3 separate regions of the Muntiacus reevesi genome follow, and all the other regions are linked to region 2. Evidence: chromatin contacts called from public Hi-C data. All regions are on one chromosome and are shown on one strand. Each heading gives the region's core, a stretch centred on a gene start, on an enhancer-like site or on the middle of the called end of the contact. The rest is flanking DNA. Distances are from core to core; before and after follow the strand shown. Region 1 holds the start of NFU1 (NFU1 iron-sulfur cluster scaffold). Region 2 holds the start of AAK1 (AP2 associated kinase 1). Region 3 holds the start of GMCL1 (germ cell-less 1, spermatogenesis associated).

Region 1 (3,315 bases), core at 369-2,868, 180 kb after region 2:
CAAGCATAGATGTTGATAAAACATTACTGCTAGTCACAAAGGACAGATACCTCAAATTAATGATTTTAGTGACTTTCTATATATGGGAAGATGCAAGAATCTAGAGTCATTTAAATTCTTCCTGAGGTATGCATCTCAACTATCTAGGGGCCAGCTTATTCAAAACACAGAATGCCTTACCCTGTTTTGGTCCCCACCCCCCTCAATTCCCTTCAGGGCCCTCACTGTGAGTCACAGCAGTGGGTTGTGACTTAGTCCTTTATATAAAAGATGGTGGGCAACATTCTTTGAATGGTGAAAGTATGTGTACAATGTATGGTTGACAAGTGATAAGACAGACTGTTTTAGTTAGCATAAAGTTCAAGCCAAATTATGTATAAGCCAGAATAACTTCCCCATACTTCAGTATGTGAACATTTCTTCCATCAAAGGGAAGGGAAAGGGGAAGGAGAAGGGGAGAAGGAGACCTATGGGAATACAAATGATTTTTTAGGAAAAGACAAATAGGTTTTTCAGAGAATAGAGATAAGATAGTTGTGTGAGAATGTCTGCTTTGGTGTTTTCTTATTCCTAAGCCAGATTCCCCTCTTCAGTGATAGGAATCCATCTTTCCTGGTTGCTAGACTATTAGGGAGAGGATTTATAACAGTTGAATTCTTTTGTGAGGCTCTATTTTTAGGTAGATGAGGGGAGTTCAAAACAGAATTCCTGAAGTGGTATATTCTGGATGCCTTCAACAGAAAGAGATAAGTATGTGAAATTGGGCAAGGCTCTACCACCGCCTTTTCTCTGCAAAGTAAAATGTGCCAAGAATGAGGAGGAAATAGATATCTTTAGAGTAACTAATAAAGAGAATGGTTAAAAAACATATATATATAACCAGTATTTTGAATAGAATGAGTTCACTAAGATAAGTGTGTTTGAACTCAACTGTGTCTGACTTTTTTGCGACCTCATGGACTGTAGTTCACCAGGCTTCTCTGTCCATGGGATCTCCCAGGCAAGAATACTGAAGTGGGTTGCCATTCCCTTCTCCAGGGGATCTTTCCAACCCAGGGATTGAACCCATGTCTTCTGCACTGCAGCCGGATTCTTTACCGCCTGAGCCATCAGGGATTCTTGCCTGGAGAATCCCATGAACAGAGGAGCCTGGTGGGCTACAGTCCATGGGGTTGCAAAGAGTCGTACACGACTGAGCAACTAACACACACACCTGAATTGAAGTTTGTCCATTAATCACATACAAAAAAGGGAAAGAGTACCTGCAATGAGGTCCCCCAAAGTGCTTAAGAGGCAGGCAGATGAAACCCTGCAAAGGAGAAGGAGGAGTAATCATAAAAATAATCGACACAACTGACAGTTGTAGTGCCAGGGAAACTAAGGAATGAGATTATTAAAGGAAGGAGAGACCCTCAGCATTTGACATTCTGGAGGTCAAGAAAGGTAAAAATGAAGAAAAATCCTTCAAACTCAGCAACATGGATGATGGGGGTGGTCTTGACTAGAGCAGGTCCCCTCCCTGCACCAGTGGGACACAGAAGGCTGCTTTTGATGGTTTTGATCTGAGAGTGCCTCAGCCTCCAGCAGCTTGAAGCAGGATTTCAGTTTCCAGCCAGAGGTTGAGGTCAGGCCGTGTCAGTGACAGCGGTGAATTCCAGACACTAGACGACCAGGAACAGTGACCAGGGACAAGTGCCTGGCCTGTCACGGTGTGGCAATGAAATTCCACATGAAGATGGAAAGTAGTAAGAAAAGTGTTTATTAGGAGGAAAAAAAGAGTACCTGTGGGTGGACACATGGGCAGGTTCAGAGAGCGAGTCGCACCCTCCTGGTAGTTTGAATCACTTGTATGGGGCATTTCTTCCGGGTTTCCTTTGGCCAGTTTGAGGAGTGGGAGGTGAGAAACTAGAAACTAAAACTGTAGGCAACTCTTACATCACTCGACTTTGCAAGAGGAAAAAGTCGTTTGAAGGTGGTTTGGGGCAAGGCAGGATTTTTCTTGTAGGAAGAAGTAGATAAGAGACAGAGAAGTTGAAGATGAGAGAAAAGATGGTTCCTAACTGGGGTATGTTCTTGGGCGGAGAAGCCACAGTGCACACTTGATTCAAGGTCTAGAAGACAGTAAAGGGTCAAGCTGTGGATGACAGTGAAGTCTAAAACGGGTCAGAAAAGAACGAAGCCAATACACAGCCTTGAGTATGTAAACTGCACTCTCTTCAGCCCTAGACCAGCTGTAGTCTGAAGCCCCGCCCACTGCCCTAAACGCCTCCCCTTGGATGCGGTCTCAACATGTCTGACAACAAGTGTGTTGTGTCCATTCCAAAACCAAGGGGAAAAGTCAAAGTATTAGTCGCTCAGTCAGTGTCCTATATATTCTATATATTTTATTCTCTATTCTATCTATATGTATTTTATATATTCTAGAGCAGTGCCTCTCAAATGGGAGCTTGCATCAGAATCACCTGGAGGGTTTGTTAAAACCGATTACTGGATGCCACCTACCGAGACTGCGGTTCAGTAGTTCTAATGTGCAGCCTGATAATTCGCATTTCCCACTCGTTCCCATGAGGTTTCTGCCTCTAGTCCACACTCTGAGAACTGCTGTCCTAGAAGAAGCTGTATACCCCGACGAGACTCTGGAGAGTAGATAATGAATGAACTTTGCACTGCGCTCCGGGAACTAGCCAGTGCTCATGTTGATACCGCAGAAGGCAGCTCCGCACCAAGGTGAGTCTCTGTGCCTGCCGAATCCACAAGCCCGGCCTTACCCAGAGCCACACGGGCCTCACGGAAGGAGGGCAGTCAGCTAGGGGGCTGGAGGAAGGTGAGAACCTTCTCAGGGGATGCTACAGGGTGACTTTTGAGCTGGGGCCAGATGGCAAGAAGGATTCTACCGGAGGCAACCGGCAGGGTTAGGGACGGGGAACAGCATTCTGCTCTGCAGGATCAGGTAGTGCAAAGGCAGCATGCATCAAGTGGGAAAAGCAATGTACCATTCCGTGTACACCTGCGCAGGCATCGCAAGAATTTCTACCCGCCCCCAGCCCCCGCGTTGCCCAACCTTACGAAGCAGATAGGTAATGGTTTCAAATTCATTAAAAAAAAAACAAGGACCATGGCATCCAGCCCCATCACTTCATGACAAATAGATGGGGAAACAATGGAAACAAAGATAGATTTTATTTTCTTGGGTTCCAAAATCACTGCATATAGTGGTGAGTGCAGTCATGAAACTAAAAGACACTTGCTCCTTGGAAGAAAAGCTATGACCAACCTCAGTTCAGTTCAGTTCAGTCACTCAGTCATGTCTGGCTC
Region 2 (3,628 bases), core at 513-3,012:
AAACTTTCTTGGAAAAAATTTAGCCTTTTAAGGAAAGTGCAGAGAACATGCCTCCCGTGGGTTTGTTTCCAGGGAATGTCTTACCAGGTGCTGCGTTCTGCCCTGGAGGTGGCTGTGAGGATTAGTGAACTGAGGTGACAACGTCCACTCCCTCCGGAAGAAAAGATGCTGTCTCTACACAGAAGTTTAACTGGTAGTTTAACTATGATACTACTTGAACCACGATGAACAAAAAAGAAAGAGGAGGAGGACAATGGGGAGAAAGAAAAGAGGCAGGAGAAAAAAGAGGAGAAGAAGGAAGAGGAAGCAACAGAAACCTCTGTCAATTCAGTCACAGTTCAGTTTAAAATTTAAATTTCACTTAAGAGAAACCAAGAACACCATCCCCCTAACCTGCCCCCCCCCCCCCCCCCCCCGCCCTGGACCACCTTTCTCTACCTCCCTCAAATGCCTGCAGAAAAACTAATTTACAAGCCAAAAGGGCTGTCTCAGAAATAGGGAGCAGGTGGAGGTGAGAAATAACTTAAATTCAGGGATTTGAAAAATCATGAATCTGGGGAGGGGGGATGGGAAAGGATTTGGCACTACCGTCATCATCATCTATCAGGAAATCTAGGGATGGAGAAGGGTACCAAGAGGGGTCCAAATCTTCTGCCTTTGACAGATGCAAACCACACCGTCCACCTCCATTCTGCGCACTCGGGCGATAACTGGGTAAAATAAACATCAAAACGGGAATATTGAAGAGGAAAGACATAAACAGTCAGTTTAGAGTTCTCGTGTGGGCGGGGGTTAAATGAAGGTCAGGCAAAACCACGGCATCAGAAAAGGTGGAAGAATTAAGGGTCACCGTCAGACAAGCCCCGAAGTTTGGGGTCGAGCCAAGGGTTTGGGTCGCCTGGTAGCCTACGATTTGCTCCGCACATACGCTCTCTAAGTTTCTCAGTTTGAGTCTCGCCGGCAAATTTCCTGAAAAGGCACCGTCTTATTAAGGGTTTTCACAGTGCCTAGCTCAGAGCTGACCGCTGAGCCTGTTCTCAACATCTGTAAGCAAAAGCTGCTTTTGAAGTTGGGAGGAGGAAGGGCTCTGGTTTTATTATATTAGGGTTAGCTTTGAGGTGTGGCCAGGCACCAACGGCCAGCGAAAATTTCCCGATCGCCCTCCGTCTTCCACCTCTGTGCAGGTGACGTCGGTAAGCCCCGCAGGACCCACTAGGGGCTAAGCCGCTAAGCCGCGTCCTTCAGGTGTCAGCCTCGATCCGTTTGGAAACCACAATCCCCAGAATCCCTTGTGCAGGGAGGTCAAGTCGCAAATAAGATGGCTCCAGAAGGGTGGAACATGCAGCAGGGTGGAAACCCTAGTCCCTGGCAGTTTCTTTACCGGATGTGTTTAAATAACCGAATCCCACAAATGCACCACCCCGCTAACCACCTCCGTGGCGGAGAAGGCGACCGCAGCCTCTTCGCTCGCTCCTCCAGGGGCATCCTGGGAGTTGTAGTCCAGTCGCTAAGCTGCAGCGAACTACCTTTCCCATGGTGCTCTACGAGTCGGGCAATATCAACGTTCTTTTCCAAAACTCTCTCAGCACTGAGACCCCGTTTCCCCACTCCCCTTCTCTCCGACAACGCGTTCTCATTCTTGGTGACAGAGTGGAGGCCGCTAGGGGCCTCAGCCCCTGGCCCTGCCGCTCGGGGAGGCACTTCCGGCGGCGGTTCACTTCCTGGTTGGGTGGATGGAGCCGGGCGGGAGCGCGCGCGGGGGAGGGGCGGCGGGTCAGTCTCCGCCGGGCGCTCCGGGGATCAGCTGGCGGGCGGGCGGGCGCCGAATGCGGCCCCGGCTCTCGCTGCAGCGCCGCCTCCTCTCCGCGTCGCAGGCCGGCCCGGCGGCCGTGACAATGTTGCGGGGCTGGTAGCTGCGCGCCGGCCGCCGAGCCATCTCAAGTGGGTGCCGCCGGGATGCTGCCTCGCGGGGCGGCAGGGAGACCGGGGAGGAGGGGAGGCATTGCCCGCTGGGTCAGCGCTGCCCGTGGTGGCCCGAATTCCTCCTTTTTCAGAGCCCAGGGCAAGGGAGTCCCGGGTTCTGGGGCCGGGGACGCGTTTTCAGCCCCAGGGTTTTTCTCTCTAAGAAAATTCATGAAGCGTTTCCCCAGGATGGTGGCTTCTGCTCCCCCTAGGACTCAGCAGTTGAATTTTTAAGTGTGTTACTGATTCATCCTCTCTCTCTCCCTCTGTCATCACAGGTTTAAACTTACACGAATCGCTCTCTTGAGGAGGAGGGGACCGCCGCGCGATTGACACGCATATTCCTATAGACATCCTCCCTCAGCCCCCACCCCCACGGCCGGATTCGGGTGGCTCCTCTCCGAGCTGAAATCCGAGAAGAAATCCTTGGATCTCTTGTTTAAAAAAAAAAAAAATCCAGAAACCGTCGGTATTTTGCTTTCCTGCTTCCTTTTCGCATGATGAAGAAGTTTTTCGACTCCAGGCGAGAGCAGGGCGGCTCTGGCCTGGGCTCCGGCTCCAGCGGAGGAGGGGGCAGCACCTCGGGCCTGGGCAGCGGCTACATCGGAAGGGTCTTTGGCATTGGGCGACAGCAGGTCACAGTGGACGAGGTGCTGGCGGAAGGTATGGTGGGACTTTTTCGGTGCGCCGTAAATTAAAATCTTGTGCTGATGCAGCAAGACTCTGGTTTCCAGTTGTTGAATGTATGAATGGCTTTTGCCCAGCTGACCCTCCCTTCTCCCTCCCCTTGCCCTGTAAATCCTTGTCCTTGAGAAATTTGAAACGGGGATTTCAGAGTGACGGGGCTTTATGGGGTGGGGGGAGTTTGCCAGAAATTGTTTACCTCGGTGGCCTTTTATTAAAAAAAAAAAAAATTGACAGGACAGTTCTTGCCTGCCTCATCGAATTGTGAGGATCAGACGAGAAAAACGTATGTGTGAAAGTGCAAAGCTTCACATCAGATGTAGGGTGTGGGGCTTGTGATCCTCCTAAAACTTGAAATACTGATGTGAGGGCTGCAGGGTGGGGTTGGAGAACCTTGAAGAGGGGTTTCTCCTCCTACCCAACTTTCCCTCTCCCTTGAGCAGGGCTTGGAAGGTAGAGAGGGTTTTCAGGGAAAATCAGAAGGTGTTTTTCCAAGAGCCACGGCTCTTGGTGGCTTTGACTAGGTTTGTTTCCTGACCTAACTGTAATCAGGTCCCCAGGATACAGTTTGGGTAACAGAAATTACATGGAATTAATGTGGTTATTTTGAAATTGGTCCAGTGGGCCCCTCTTCTTCCTATTCTTTTGATTTTGGGGGAGGGGTGTGTGTTTTGCCAAAAGAATTACTTGAGAGTGGCATCTGATTTTTGCTTTTTTTCTGTTGGAGAGGATGTTATTTAGATCTACTATGTAAATTCCCTACATGTGTGTTCCTCTGTATGTCTACAGACATGTAGATATATATCTTTATCCCCCAGGCTTTCTGGAAATTATTGCATGTCTCTTTTGGTAACCTTAACCTTGACCTTCATAATTATGCCAGACTCATACTTTTCACAGCCCATTGCCTGCCCAGTGTGCTTTTATTTTGAATAAAAGCAGCAATTTCCTTGGCATGAAGCTATTCAAACTAATTGGATGG
Region 3 (3,438 bases), core at 101-2,600, 180 kb before region 2:
TGAAAGGATTTAGAAATCAAATTACTTAGAGGTTATTATGATACTCTTATTTTACAATAAACATGTAACGTGTAGCATAAAATTTTACACTCTTTTAAAGTTTCCTTTAAAAAATTACATCTATGTGATCCACTGATAGCCTTAAAAAAGGTAGCAACGAGACTGTTTATGTGAAAATATATTCAACTTACAAAGGACATTTTAGTTCCCAAGTAAATACTCCGTTTTTCAACTCTTCTAAAAAATAGGTTAAGCAAGCTGCCTTACACTTGGTCAAAGACTCTGAGTGTGTGAGACGCTGAAAAGACTCTGTTGCTATTGAGGAACAAAGGTACACACTACTGATAAATTTCACCTTTACAGTTAAAAAGAGCTCCTGTATGTAATCATTTCCCTTCCGCTGTGGGACAACAGGGGTGCCCATTTCAGGGCCTGAATGTACGTGTCTCGTACTATTCAAGGCAGCCGGATGCAAAACAACTTAATTCTACTGCCACCCACTCAAGAGAGGACCAAGGTACGGAAGGCCGGCCGGCTGGCCCTGTCTAAGGTACGAGGCGCAAGCCTTGGCTTGGCGTTTCTCAGTCTCATCTTGGGGCGGTAGCACCACCCTGGCGGCGTCTGCGGTTTACAAGCCAGACCACGGGGCGTCTCCCCAGGTGCACCCCATCCGGCCCGCCTCGGACCGACTCTTAGGTCTACCCAGTCAAGGGCACGTCCGGCTCTTCACAGGCTGGGGAGAGCCGCAGCCCCTGAAACCCCCAGGGCTCACCCCCAGGCCGGGCCGCGGAAGCCGCCCAACAGGTGCGAGCGCGGACAGTGCGGGCGTGTCCCCCTCCCCGCCCCGTACCTTCGAGGGGTGTTGAGGAGCCGCTGCTGCTCGTCCCCTTCCTCCTCATCCTCGTCGGTCTCGGAATCCGGGTTACAGTAGCAGAAAGCCCCGCTGTTCCGCTTGCGCTTGTGACTGCCCGGACAGTAACAGAAGCCATGGCCGGGCGCGTCGCCACCAGTCTCCGGCCTCCGGGCGGAGCCCCCAGCCCCAGAAGCTGGCTCCTGCTGGGCTCGGGCTCGCCCTGGGTGGCGAAGCACCCGGCTGCTCAGCGAGCCCATGGGTCACGGCTCCCCGAGACGGCAGGGAGCGCACCTCAGGGAGCCCAACACAGACGGTCTCCCACCATGGCCCGGCCACCACCGCCAGCCTCCACAGAGCCCGAGTTGCCTACACAGCCACCTTCTCACGCGCGGCCACGACCGTTGCAGTGGACACCACAGCCTCCATCCTCCGCCCCGCCCGCTGCGTCTGGCCGCCACTCGCGCGAACCGCAGGACCTCACCCCCTGGCTTTTGCAACAAAGCGCGGAACGTAAGGCGCATGCGCACGGCGAGCCTCCGGAAGGGGCGGGGGAAAGCGCGCATACGTCACAGGTGGAGCCTGCGCAGAATGGGTTGAGGGCGGGAACAGGGCAGCGCGTGTGCTGTCCCCGGGGTATTTACGCTGAGCTTGGCTGATCTCTCCAACAATCCTGAGTTGGAGGCAGAACTGCTGTTTAGCTTTAGTTTGGACATCACTTTGTGTTAGCAAGACTGGCAATTCTAGCTTATTCGTTCTTTCTGCAAAGATTCCCTAAACTCCAGATGTCTTCTGGGCGCTCTGACCGGCACGGGGCAAAAAAGACATTGCTGTTTGGGGGTCTTTTTTGGAGGAGCTCACCATGTGTGAGCTTGGCGTTGCAGGGTCCGACACGACTGAGCGACTGAGCACCAACCATGTGCGAGGGTCACGCCCTGCTCAGGCTTTCCAAGAGAGGAGGACCTCGAATGTGGAGCTTTGCTAAGCCCTTGGGTTTTTGTGTATGTGTGTTTTATTTTTTAATGTTTTTTTAAATCGAAGGATAATTGGTTTACAGAATTTTGTTGTTTTCTGCCAAATATCAACATGACTCAACCATCGGTATGCATATGTCCCTTCCCAGCCCTTGGATTTGTTAAGGGGCACCTCTCGCCTGCTCTTAACTGATTACAGCGAGTCATTCCCAGGACTCTTTTCCTTCCCTCCCAGCGGCAGTGGGATGTCTGAATAGGCTTCATACCGGGCCTGTCAAGGTTTAAAGTGCCTTCTGGAGGTCCAAGCAAAACTTACAGGTGCTGAGCAAAAATTAAAGTTGTATACGTGGAGGATGCAGCCATTGCTATGGACCCTGGGTAGTCAGCTTTCATTCTCTGATTACCTTCTGCTAGTTTTCAAATGAAATGTTTATAATGACAGTGAAAGTGAAAGTCGCTCCGTTGTGACTCTTTGAGACCCCCATGGAATTCTCCAGTCCAGAATACTGGAGCGGGTATCCTTTCCCTTCGCCATTGGATCTTCTCAACCCAGGGATCAAACCCAGGTCTAGAGACCTGGCAAATTCTTTACCGGCTGAGCCACAAGGGAAGCCCTTATAATGACAGTATTTATAATGAAATATAAATGGAATACTTAAAATGAATTACTCTAATATGATAAATACCTATGGACTCACCACAAATATAACTTAAATTTTAGTAAAAACTTCAGTATATTATACTAGCTTTGATTCATTCAAGTAGAACAATAGAAACTCCCTTCCCTCTACACTATCCTCAGAATGGTTAGATCATTATTCCCATGAATGTTTTTATATGTGTACCCATAGCAATATATTTTCTTTTGCGTGTTTAGACATGTAATTAAATGGAATCATTCATACCTATCATTCTGCACCTTTCTTCTCTCTCAAAATTATACTTTTGAGACTTAATCAGTTGACAAATCTCTAGTTAATTTTCACTACTCATTTTGTGACTAACCCAAAATTTCTTTATCTTTTCCTTCACTGAGGGAGTTAGGTTGTTTCTTCTTTAATGTACACAAGAGCAGCAGTGAATACCATGTGCAGAGATTCACTAAACAGATCCCCAGAAGTGTTTGCTGGGAACTTTATATAACTTTATTATCTATTGCCAAACTACTCTCTGAAATGATTACACTAGTTTATACTCCCATCAGTGGTATATGTAACTTAGGGTCCCAGTGTACTCACTCAGAAATATGAACTGAGAGAGGCTGGCTGAGGTAGCTTGGAAGGGAAATGGGGAGGGGAGGAGCAGATCCCCTGCTGCACTGCCAGAATACCTTTTGTCAGCACAAAAGGATACACATGGAACAGTTGTGGGCCACTATAAGACACCAAGCATGGGATCATCTTAGATCCTGTCTAAAAGGACTGGGTGGCATGACAGACTTTGGCACAGAGCCTGAGTTTCTAGGAGCTGAAAAAAGGAGAACTGCATTTGCTTGCGAAAGGAACCAAAGATGAGTAGTTTATTGATGATGGAGTTGTAAAGGAAGGCAGGATTGTCTTTAAGAATTAGCCTTTAAACATCTGATAGCATCACACAACATTGATCATCTACCAT

What was found. Hi-C and Micro-C count contacts between places; a contact is called where the count stands out from the background.
Region 1: a Hi-C map of muscle shows a contact between it and region 2, with 6 times the contacts expected there. The contact joins the promoter of NFU1 here to the promoter of AAK1 in region 2. A contact is called at or near these places in 2 of 3 Hi-C or Micro-C datasets (blood and muscle).
Region 3: a Hi-C map of blood shows a contact between it and region 2, with 2.2 times the contacts expected there. The contact joins the promoter of GMCL1 here to the promoter of AAK1 in region 2. A contact is called at or near these places in 2 of 3 Hi-C or Micro-C datasets (blood and muscle).

What each region holds. Positions count from the first base shown.
Region 1 is chr3:37,264,035-37,267,349 of mMunRee1.1, forward strand. It overlaps NFU1 (NFU1 iron-sulfur cluster scaffold), which reads left to right and starts at 1,619. Exons shown (of 8, transcript XM_065929024.1): 1 at 1,619-2,727. The coding sequence starts at 2,651.
Region 2 is chr3:37,086,984-37,090,611 of mMunRee1.1, forward strand. AAK1 (AP2 associated kinase 1) reads left to right here and starts at 1,763. Exons shown (of 16, transcript XM_065929021.1): 1 at 1,763-1,941; 2 at 2,241-2,625. The coding sequence starts at 2,460.
Region 3 is chr3:36,911,185-36,914,622 of mMunRee1.1, forward strand. GMCL1 (germ cell-less 1, spermatogenesis associated) reads right to left here and starts at 1,351. Exons shown (of 14, transcript XM_065928999.1): 1 at 851-1,351. The coding sequence starts at 1,110.